Linked DNA regions of Mus musculus: region 1 is linked to region 2. Evidence: chromatin contacts called from public HiChIP or PLAC-seq data. All regions are on one chromosome and are shown on one strand. Each heading gives the region's core, a stretch centred on a gene start, on an enhancer-like site or on the middle of the called end of the contact. The rest is flanking DNA. Distances are from core to core; before and after follow the strand shown. Region 1 has its middle 3.8 kb from the start of Gm31814. Region 2 overlaps Gm46545 (predicted gene, 46545).

Region 1 (5,985 bases), core at 820-3,319, 190 kb before region 2:
AACTCCGATTAGTGGTGTCCTCATTGTTACCATGTTGCTTGAGAACTAATTATTTACCAAGGCCCTTACCACATTAGCACATCCCACTTGAAGTTGAGACAAACCTCATCCAAATAAATGATGCTTGATGCATGTGGAAGAACCCAAAACTGCTCAAAGCAGCAGGGCATGGTGGCGCAGACTTGCAGACTAAACTTCAGGGGCTTATCCTGGAAGAGCAAGGCTGGCAGATCAATAGAGCAAGATCCTGACTGGAACAAAAAAACCTCAGACAATCTCTACTCGAGACAAAAAAAAAAGTTACAATCACCCCCCCCCCCCCCCCGGTCTGTAGAGCACCCAGTGTTTTTCCAAACCATGTTGTGTATGTGTGGTTCCATCCACATGGCCCACCAGCCCGCTGGTCTTCAGATGGCTAAGGGCAGAGTCCAGATGGCTTATGGTCTTCAAGATGTCTTTCACTCTGGTCAGATTTCTCACATGTTCTCTGATCCTCCCCATGAAAGAGTTAGGCTGTGGGATGGCCTCCCAAAACTCTCCTGCTCTCCATAAAGCAATTCTAGTGCCCATAGGTCATGTGAGCTTACTCTCATTGTATAGCTTGCTTCTTCATTACTGGCTGCCAGAAACAGCCAGGAGACGACACCATGTAGAAATTGAGGACAGTGAATTCCTGGTGTGCAATCTGAAAGCTGGATGGCAGAAGCTAGGAAGGAGGTGATGAGTACCACTTTTCCTCTGGCTCTTACAGCCCCACCAGTGTGCTGTTCTCTTTAGCAAAGCCTCCTACAGCCCCTGCCACAGGCCATACTCTCTGTGGGGGTGTGCAGCATGCTGTTTGCCTTCTTGTGTGTCTTTCTCCTCATTTATTGCCTCTCCCTTACTCTTGCTTACTCTGCTACCCTTGGATTACCTCTCTGCCTCTACTCCCCCCACCTCCTCCCACCCCCTATCAGCCCTGCCATGAGAAGCATTAGTGAAGAGTCTCTAGCAGGTCACAACATAAAAAAACAAACAAACAAACAAACAAAACCATGGCTCTGACAGGCCTTGTCCTCCTATTCCCTCTTCTTTGCTAGAAACTGTTAGATTCCATGCTTAAAGCTAGCCTCCAGGGTCTATTCTCTGATTTGGCCACTTCCTTCTCCTAAAGTTGATCACCAAGGTCCAACTATTGAAGTATTGAAGTCCATCTGTCAAAAGCCCCCTTTGGCTTACCTAATTAACATAGCCAATTACAATGAACCAACTCATTCTAACACAGGGTTTCTCCCTTTACCTTTATAAAGCACCATTTGGCTATGAGCCAGGTCTGTGTCCTTTCTATGTAGAGACAGTCCTTTGTCCTTCCCTCTTTTGGGACAAATATTCCTTCCCTCTCTCCAACATTCCTCTCTCCTTCTCTCTTAATCTCTGTCTCCTGTCTCTGTCTCTTATTCCCTGTCCCTTTGTCTCTCTGGAGTAAGTAAATCTCCTCTGTGTTCAGAAATTGGTCTTGGTGTATCTTGTGATACCCCCAAGGATGCTGGTCCTTTCTATTAGTACTTATGCTTTTCTTAACTCTTTCCCTTTAGTTAACCCAGGTAAAGATACAGTTATTACCTTCTTTGATTCCCACTAAATGTTTTATGGAGAGGGGCAGTAATTGTTGCCCAAAGCTTCCCTGGAATTGGTAGATGTAGACTGTTATTTAGCTCCAAACTAGATGCTTTTTCTTACACTTGGATACAACTTTCCACAGAGAACTTCAACAACTAATAGCTGTTTCTTTCTCTGCCATAGCAGTGGGTGAGTTGGGGTGGGGGTGAGGGAGTCACACAGTAATCCCTAGGAAGGAAACTGACAATGCTTCTGAAAGGAGGAAGGGGGATTGGGACAGGGAGTGTCCATTGACTCCGTCCCCTGCAGCTCGAACCTTCCTTCCTGTTCATATGCAGCAGATGTGTAGCTTGGCCTTCATGTGGGACCCAAACAATTGAAAAAGAGGCTATCCCAAAAGCGGTTGCCTGTACATGGGATATGTTTTTCTATCTTGCTGCCTTGTCTGACCTCAGTGAGAGAGGAAGCACATAGCCTTGCAGGAAGTTGAAGTGCCAGGGTGTGGGGATACCCAAGGGGAGCCCTGCAGGCTCAGAGAAGAAGGGGACAGGGGTGGGAAAGGATTGTGGGAACTGTTAGCCAGAGGGGGCAGTGAGTGGGATGTAAAGTGAATTAGTAAAAAATTAAATTAAATTTAAAAAAGAAAGAAAATTTTTTTCATGTGCCTTGTTTTATTTAATGTGATGTTTTCAAAGTCTATCCACATTGTAGCATATATTATGCTTTATCATTTTAATTTATGGATAATAGTCTACATGTTTAATTTACCTATTTATCATGGGCATTTTAGTTGTTCTTATGTTTGTATATAAGCATATGTACATTCTTTCTGTATATAATATATACTTTTTGTTTTGTTTTGTTTTGTTTTGTTTTGTTTTTGAGACAGGGTTTCTCTGTATAGCCCTGGCTGCCCTGGAACTTACTTTGTAGACCAGGCTGGCCTTGAACTCAGAAATCCGCCTGCCTCTGTCTCCCAAGTGCTGGGATTAAAGGTGTGCACCACCACATCCGGCTACATATATGTTCTCACAGTTCCTGGGGAATATACTAGAAGTAAACTTTCTGGAACATGCATAGTGTATTAAGATGGACCCTCTCATTTAGAGATAATGTAATGATGAGGGCACTGATCTAAATGATGGATTAATACGCTCACAGGTTTATACCTTGATGGCATTATTAGGAGGTTGTGGACACATTATTAGAAGGTGGGGTTTTCTAGAAGGTTAGAGGAAGTGAACATGAGACATTGTTTTGAATAATATCCCTGTCCACCATGAGATTAGAAGTTTTATTCTACCAGGGCCTATTCCAAGGTGGTCCAAGGCACCCAGGCATGTCTGAATTCATGAGCCAAAATAAATCTTTCCTCCTTTAAGTCACTTCTTACAAGTATTTGTCACAGTGAAAAACGAGCTAACAAAATGCTGATTCTCCATCTAACAGTTCACTGTCAAACTCTTGTCAAACCATTCCCCAGACTAACTGTTCCCACCAGGAAAGTGTCCAGTTTCCAATTTCTCTCCATCTTTAGCAACATGTATATTACTATTTCTGTTTGTTTTCTGGATGACTATTGATAGCAAACCTTTCTCCATGTGACTGTAAATTGTTAAGTGTTCTATTTGGAGAAATGTCTACTCTTATGCTTTGCCTGCTTCAAGTCTGGGTTGTCCATTGTTGAGTTGTGTTTTTAGAAGTATTTTCTATATATCAGTACCATACCAGACTTGTACTTTGAAAATCTGTCCTGCTACTCCATAGGTTGTCTGTTCCAACTTCATCCTTCTTTATTTACTCTTTCTTCACTCGTATTTTCTTGTGCTTCTAAGAGCACATGTGCTTCTAAATTTTAATAAAGCCCAACTTAGTTATTATTTTATTGCCTATTTGTTTCAAGGTTTAATCCCATTCAATGAATTCTTATTTTTTCTTATTTTTGCCTCCTAGGAGCTCATATGTTTTGTTCTTCTGTATATGACTATGATACATTTTTGAGTTAAAATTTATAATATGGTATAAATTAGGGTTCCCAAGTCACTTAAACATGTAGATATGCTGACATCAATTTTTTCTTTTTAAATTACTTTTCCCTATCGTGTTGTCCCTGTGAAAAGTCAGTTTACAAGGGGTCCTTTCCTGGATTTCCAGGCGTACTTCATTGACCTGGGAATTTGTTTGGTGGTGCACACTATCCTAACTACTTTCCTGGATTATCAGGCATATTTCATTGACCTGGGAATCTGTTTGGTGGTGCACACTATCTTAACTACTTTGGCTTTTGACTGACCTTGAGATCTGTCCTCCAGATTTGCTTGTATTAAAGTAGCTTCGCTCATCTGGTTCTTTTCAATTTTTTTCTTTCCTTCTTCCTTCTTTCCTTTCATATATATATATATCATTTTATTAGATATTTTCTTTATTTACATTTCAAATGTTATCCCCTTTCCCGGTCTCCCTCCAAAAGCCTCCCTCCCCTTACATTCCCTCCCCTCCCCCTGCTTACCACCCCACCTACTCTCACTTCCTGGCCCTGGCATTCCCCTATACTGGGGCATAGAGCCTTCACATGAACAAGGGCCTCTCCTCCCATTGATGACTGACTAGGCCATCTTCTGCTGCATATGTAGCTGGAGCCATGAGTACCACCATGTGTATTGTTTGGTTGGTGGTTCAGTCCCTGGGAGCTTTGGGGGTACTGGTTAGTTCATATTGTTGTTTTTCCTATGGAGTTGTAACCTCTTAACTCCTTGGGTCCTTTCTCTAGCTCCTTCATTGGGGACCCTGTGCTCAGTCCAATGGATGGTTGTGGGCATCCACTTCTGTATTTGCCAGGCAAAGCCTCTCAAGGTATAGCTATATTAGGCTCCTGCCAGCAAGCACTTGTTGACATCCACAATAGTATCTGGGTTTGGTGATTGCATGTGGGATGGATCCCTAGGTGGGGCAGTCTCTAGTTGGTCCTTCCTTCAGTCTCTGCTCCACACTTTGTTTCTGTAACTCCTCCCATGGATATTTTGTTTTCCCTTCTAGGAAGGATCAAAGTATCCACACTTTGGTCTTCTTTATTCTTGAGTTTCATATGGTTTGTGAATTGTATCTTGGGTATTCCAAGCTTCTGGGCTAATATCCACTTATCAGTAAGTGCATATCATGTGTGTTCTTTTGTGATTGGGCTACCTCACTCAGGATGATATCCTCCAGATCTATCCATTTACCTAAGAATTTCATAAATTCATTGTTTTTTTTTAATAGCTGAGTAGTACTCCATTGCTCTATTTAGACATTTGGATCAACTGCCAATTTTTGCAAAGAAGCTATCTGACCTTTGGAAATGGTCTTCAATAAATCTCTAGACTGGTTTAGGGAGGGTTGGCATTTTAATATTTAGTCATTTTTGTGACTTTTAGATTGATTTATTTTATGTGTTTGAGTATTTTTTGTCTGCATGTGTATACACATGGAGGCCAGAAGAGGGCATTGGGTACTTCCTGGAACTAGAATTAGATAGTGACCCACGGACAGGGTGGTGGGAACTTAACCTTGGTCCTTTATAAGAGTACCAAGTACTCTTAACCACAGAGCCATCTCTCTAGCTCCTTAATATTTACTCTTTCAATCCATGAAAATAAAATATAATCCATTTCTTAACATTTTTAAATTATGACTTGTAGTTTTCTTAGTACAAACAATTATGTAGTTTGTTAAATTTGTTCCTTAAATAGTTTATTCTTCCTGTTGTTATTATAAAGAAAATAGTTTTCTTTTAATTGTTGGAGATTTCATTACCAGTACACAGAAATACAATGGAGTGTTATTCTGCAAACTTGCTAGGATTTTTATTATTGTGTGTGTGTGTGTGTGTGTGTAAGGGTTTCCTATCTGAAAGATCATGTCATCTACAAGAAGAAATACTTTTACTTCATCTTATTCAGTCTGAATATACTTTAATTTTCTTGCTAAATAGTTGTAAGTAAGAACTCTAGCGCACTGAATAGAAATGGAGGATGGGCATCGCCCTTTGGTTCTTTATCTTAAGAACCCATTCAGTGTTCTGTCATCTTGTAAAACATTAGCTGAGCACTTTCTTGGATGCTTTTTATTAGGCTGAAAATGTTCTCACCACTCCTAGATGGTTGAGCATCTTTTTAAATTTACAGTGAAATACTATTATTATTGAATACTTTTCTATGAATATTGAAATGATCTTCTCCTTTATTCCATGAATATAATGTTCACATGTTAAATCGACCTTGCACCTTTGAGGTGGCTCTCATTTGCTTTGTTATACAGAATACTGTTTCTGTATTGTTAGTATATATTGTTGACTGATTTATTTCCTTTAATGAATAAATGGGATCAAACAGCAGAAAGACAATATAC
Region 2 (6,041 bases), core at 3,284-5,783:
CATGAAAGCCTACACACTCCGATGTACAAACACGGGGTAGTCATCTTTCTCTGAAAACTTTCTTCCCTTGGGACTTTGCTCAGGCTGCTCCTTCTTGGAATGGCCCTGTTTCCCTTCCAGGTCTTTCGCAACTCTGCTCATCCGAGGAATCTCACCTGCCCAGCACCTTCCATGTGCAATCACAGAAGTACCAACAAGGTGCAGGGAACTCTGTGTGCTGAAGCCCGTATCACTTCATCTAACTGTCAGGGTGATCCAAGGAGAATTATGACAAAGTTGAGAGACAGAACTCCAGAGCCAGGGAGAGAGAGAGAGAGAGAGAGAGAGAGAGTCAGAAACCAAACCTATGAAAACTGCAGGTTCCCACACTCAGTCATTGCAATTCACTTCCCAGATCAGGCAGAACCTTCGAGAAGCCTTCCTTCTCACTAGTAGTAGGGGGTCTGAAATTCATCCCTCTCCATGAGTTCCCATGTCTATTTCTTTATAAACACCATACACTATCTACTTCATCCGGTCATATAAGGCTGTAATCTGTGTGCATGTTTCCTAAACCTAACTATGTGGTGAGCTCTTGAGATGAGGAGCCGTATCAAAGCCTTCAGAGCACATAGCAGATGTAGTAAATGTGGTCACTGAATAAATGAATGGAGGAACTGGTGGAGCAATGGGGAACAAGGGTCATAGGCTGAGTTTGAATTCTTTCTAATGGAACTTGATAAACTACAAAGACAAATGTCCCTTGCTCTGTACAGCTTAGGGCTTGTCCTAAATGGGGCTACAGGGAATGATGAAAAAGCAGACGCATGGGCACACATACAGAAAAGCTGGCATTAGGTAGGCTGTGTGCTCTGATGGAGACACATCAGCAGCTCAGAAACTCAGCACATTTATTCTATATATCTGAACCTAAGATTCAGGTTTATTATACACAGCGGAACAAGGGGTTGGGGGGAGAGAGAGAGAGACAGAGAGACAGACAGAGACAGAATTTGTGTGAAGTATGAAAGAAAGATGGAGAGAGGGAGGGGAGAGAGAGAGAGGGAGGGAGGGAGAGAGAGAGAGAGCAGTCTCAGAGTCTCAGACTATAGTCCTCTGGGAGGAGGAAGCTATAATTGAGCTTCTGTATGGTCTATAAGTTACTGTGAGCTGGGGGAAGCCTTGCCATTCCCATGTGCCAGAGGTGTTGGGGTCCTCTGCATGGCTGTGCCAATGTCAACAATACCCACTCACTCAGGTCTTCATTTGCTCCCCACACAAATTGGAACAGAACTGTGATAGGTTATAAAGGTTTCAAACCAAAACAGAATATAAAAGTTCCATTGCCCAAGAATGTGTTTGAGTAGACCATGATGGAGCTGGTAGCATGTTATCTCATCGGTTAATGCATGCTGATTTTTGTTGTTGTTGTTGTTTTCGAGACAGGGTTTCTCTGTGTAGCCCTGGCTGTCCTGGAACTCACTCTGTAGACCAGGCTGGCCTCGAACTCAGAAATCTGCCTGCCTCTGCCTCCCAAGTTCTGGGATTAAAGGCATGTGCCACCACTTCCCGGCGGCTGACTGCTTGATAAAGGCTCAAGTGTGGTTTTGTGTTATATAACAGCCCGAAACACTGAGGAAAGTAAAAGGCTGTCTGTCACTCTGTTTTATTACACATTAGTATTTGATATCTTGGGTGGTTAGATGATCTGGGGGCAGGCCATTCTAATAATAATTATTAATTAACAATAATTGAAGTAGTTCATAAGAGAAATTGGGGCACATTTGATATGGAAAGCAGTAGCAGCTGCAGCAGCAACAACAACAACAGCAACAACACACACACATACACACACACACACACACACACACACACCCCTTCACAGTGCAAGAATGCTCTTCCTCTATTTTATTTACTGAGAATCTGAGACTCACAAAACTGACCTGAATTGGCCAATAACACACAGACAAAAACAATCTGTACTCTAACATAGGTCTTTGGACTCAAATCCTTTGACCTCTAGCCCTATCTCTGCTCCTCAAATACAACATGAATCCCAGAAAGTCAGACCGTTGAGGTCAGAAACTCTTTACTGAACACATAGAGCAGGCAGCTCCCTTTTAGTGGCTCTGAAGTGCTGTTCTATATAACTCTACAGCCTTGAGCATTCTTCATGACAGAGGAGAGAGACATGCAGGGATGCAGTCCCTAGAGGACCACACAGACACCTGGTCTGTCTGTGATGGATACCCTTTCTAGGGGCCACAGGAGTGCAGTAGAGAGGGATCGTCTTTCTTCTCCACCTCCTCACAGGAGCTCTCACCCTCTAATCAGCTCATCCTTCCTTCCTTCCTTCCTTCCTTCCTTCCTTCCTTCCTTCCTCCCTTCCTTCTTTCCTTCCTCCCTCTCTCCCTCCCTCCCTCCCTCCCTCCCTCCCTCCCTTCTTCCCTTTCCATTTGTTATTGACTTTGTGATTTTTCCATGGAGCCCAGAACACAGTATTCCAGCAGTAAGCTGGCAGGCACCTCCAGGACACACATATGTGAGGACATGGAGAAAGCTCATTATCAAATCAATAAAATCAATAGAGATGGATGAGATGAAGGTGAAACTCAGTGTCTTGTGCCTCTTTTTTATGCTCACTGCAGAGGGCAACCTCAGTCTCCCTAGAAAGAGAGGACATGAAGGCTCTGCCTTCTGTCTACTGCCAGAAATGGAGAGGAAAGGCAGACTACCTTGGGGATTCTTTCAGAGGACAAAGTAGTGAAGGGTGGAGAAGATGGAAAATGGACAATTCCCCAGTTGTTGCAGGACAGAACTTCCTGACAGTGGTGTACTGGGAAGAACTGGGTTGCCTTCTGGAAGAGGAGTCAGATGCTATTAGGAGATGTCATTAGATGTAGAGTCATATAGGCCATCCCAACTTGAGAAGACATCCTATGTTAGCATCCTGGTCCAGTGGCCCAGCAGGCCTGAGGCGGGGCTTGTGTCCGAGGCCTCAGGGTGAATGAGGCTGAGTAGATTGTTTGGTGTGTCAACTGCTAAAATACCCTCTCCAGCCACGGCATTTTGGGTTTCTCCCACACTTGAATGCCTTGGGAGGTGAGTCTGGGCAGAGCTCATTTGTTCCACAGTACTTGGCTCTGGTACAATGCCTGATGCCTGGTCAGAAAGCATTTTATAGACAGCTGTTAACCATCTTTATTTCAGAAGTGTGGTGAGAAGAGAATTAAGAAACAGGTGTGGGACTGGCCACCAAGAGAGCAAGTGGGGAAGGTGCCCAGCTCCAGAGCAGAGGGGGCCTGAGCCCACACTGTGATTCCCAACCATGGGGAACAATGGCACCCACTGGGAAGAGCCCCCAACCCGGAATGTCTTAGGAGTCTGCCTTCTCTTATGAAGTCTCACCATCTCAAGGCCCAAGCTGCTATAGAGGTCAGAGTCATGCTCCGGAGAACCCACAGGACCAATGTTTCCCTTTGACCTCATTGAGAACTAGTAAATGCAATAAGTCCTTGTGGACTCTTAAGGAATTCTGTCTGGACTCTGAAGAAAATAGAGTAGAGGTCACAGCCAAATCTGCCCGCGTGTCGAGAGGCTGGATTCCAGAAACGAGGGAAACAGAATATTGTTTGTGAGAATTGCAAGCATCTGGAGAGTCAGAGGCATGAGGCAATGATGGCACAACCAGGGGATAGCATTTTCTTGAAAAGGCCTTGAATTTTCATGGGTGAGAGAGCAGAATGTTGTGCTGAAATGACAAGTCTCTACTCAAAACCCCTAAGCCACTCTAGACTTGCTGTGTGACACTGGAAACCAACCTCTCTCCATCTTGTTTTCCTTACAAGGCTAAGAATGTATGGCCAGGCTTGACAGAGGGCACCGATGAGATACTGCACGTGAAACTCCTATAGCTGGCAACGTTAGATAAAGGAGAAGTGCCAATATAAACAGCCCTATCCACTGTGCTTTCTCACGTGCCTAGGCAAGGGGCTTGTGCTGGCATGGCTAACATTCTCTACTTTCAGAGAGCAAGACACAAAGAGATGGAATAGCCACGGATATCATTCAATATCACCTGGACCAAGAAGTAGAGTGTCCCTTGGGAGAAAGACCTCGGTGCCTACCCATGGCATTGCACTTCCTCTTCTGAGAATGGCACCATTACAGAACTATCCAGGGTGGGGCCCCAGACCACAGAGACTTCCTTCTGCCTGTCTGCTAGAGGGACATCTGCTGGGATGGTTAGGAAGGTAGCCACTGTCACAAGCTCCAGGGCCCAGAACTGCCCTTCTGCTTCTCCACCCTGCCTCTTTCTGCTCTTGGTATGATCTCTGCTTTGGGGTAAAAGAGTGGGTGCCTGGCTGCTGGGGGTGGGGTGGGGTGGGCATCAGGGAATGGGTGTTTGTCTTTCTTTGGTTCTGTGCTCTTTGGATTTCATCTATCATACAGATAATTACCCAAACCATTTGAGTTCTGCTTCTGCAACAGGGTGTCCCCACTGCGAGGTCCTCTAACCACGGAGTTCCCCACACCCACTCTATCCCCTAAAGCTCATCCTCACCATCATCATGACTCCATAAAATGACAGGAGAAGAGATGTGAAGTGAATCATCATGGCATTGGAGGAGGGGCAGAGAGAGAGAGAGAGAGAGAGAGAGAGAGAGTGTGTGTGTGTGTGTGTGTCTGTGGGTCCAGATGAGTGCTTCTTAAACAGCCTCTTGACTTTTTCATATGATTTGCTGAGCCCCATTGAAAGGGATAGAAAATTCAGGGTGGAGGCATATTGGCCCCAAAGGCAGCCAATGTGAAAATGAATTGAGGCTGCAACCAGCCTCTTAGAACACAGGACAGCTTTTCTTCACATCCCCAGGATGGGACACTGGGTAAGGGGATTACACTGTCACACCCCTGAACCTCAGCCTCCCTCCTCACCAGGCCTCTTTGGACCTCAGCCTCACCCTCCCTGAGGCCTCTGACATAAACCCTGCCTTGGGCCTGCTAGGCCCTGGATCAGAATGCCAACATAGGATGTCTTCTCAAAGGATCCACCACTAGAGCACATGTCCAGGGACACCCCAGGGTCCTAAACTGTGGATGTTCTTGAGGTCTTAGAGGACAAGGACTTTGCTGGGTAGAACATATAAATGGAATGAGTGAGGGTGAGTATCTGCTCCTTCATCAGCAAAAGGACTAAGACATCAATAGAAGAAATATAGACCATTGCAACTACAAACAAAAGGAAAGGACTTTAAAAGTCCCTGTGTATAGATAGCCCTGTGGTTCTCAAACTTGACCGTGCCTCAGAACATGAGGACCAGATAGAATAGGTGATTGCTTGGGCCCCCTCTGAAGTTGCTGATTCCGACTGTCAATCCACTTCTATATTTCTGTTGCTCTGGTATGGAATTCCATTGCTGCTGCTCTGCGGACCATGTTGAAGAGTGACTGGTTCATTTTTTTGGTTTGGTTTGGTTTTTTTAAAGCCTAATTCATTTCATCCATGGCCCAAGGTGCCCCGACAGGTGAGAGGTAAACAAATAAAAATCACACTTTCTCATTGCCTCTCCTCCCTCACCCCTACTTGCTCATTGGGTTCAACCCTCCTGTACTGCAACACAACCCGAGCAAAGAAAGCTATCCCCACCCAGGCTCGCTAATGGCTTTATCCACTCCTACAGGGTGACATGCATGACTTAGAGCTGGCACTCAGCCATCCTGTACTGACCATGGAAGAGGTAGCCTACCCTTAGGATTTCAGTGTGCGTCTATAGATCTCCCTGATCCATACTTTCACTCTAATTTCATTGTTTTAGCTCATTGTCCAACGTACTCTGGTTGACACCTTTGAAGTGCTGGCTGGTTGGTGAAAGATTTCTTCTTACATTCAGGGGCTTCACTCTGACAGAAAAGGGAAAGAAAAGAAAAGGGAAGGGATGGAAAGAAAAGGGAAGGAAAGGGAAGGAAAAGAAAGGAAAGAAAAGAAAAAAGAAAAAAGAGGAAAAAGAAAAAGAAAAAGGAAAAAGAAAAGAAGAATCAAGTCACTAGACTATGAGGGGTGT

The links. HiChIP or PLAC-seq counts read pairs in DNA pulled down with a chosen protein or histone mark.
Region 1: a RAD21 HiChIP or PLAC-seq map of pro-B cells shows a contact between it and region 2, with 2.2 times the contacts expected there. The contact joins two enhancer-like sites. A contact is called at or near these places in 1 of 15 datasets of contacts at CTCF or cohesin (pro-B cells) and 1 of 484 Hi-C or Micro-C datasets (liver).

The regions. Positions count from the first base shown.
Region 1 is chr16:24,264,010-24,269,994 of GRCm38.p6, reverse strand. No RefSeq gene overlaps it. Among named protein-coding and RNA genes, the nearest start is that of Gm31814, 3.8 kb to the right of the region's middle. Within about 2 kb of position 2,069, at least 4 of the 459 cell types and tissues checked have an H3K27ac peak or open chromatin away from gene starts, as enhancers often do. A contact at or near this core is called in pro-B cells, where this site is marked.
Region 2 is chr16:24,074,788-24,080,828 of GRCm38.p6, reverse strand. It overlaps Gm46545 (predicted gene, 46545), which reads left to right. Exons shown (of 2, transcript NR_155457.1): 2 at 3,190-4,354. Among named protein-coding and RNA genes, the nearest start is that of Gm46545, 4.9 kb to the left of the region's middle. Within about 2 kb of position 4,533, at least 31 of the 459 cell types and tissues checked have an H3K27ac peak or open chromatin away from gene starts, as enhancers often do. A contact at or near this core is called in pro-B cells, where this site is marked.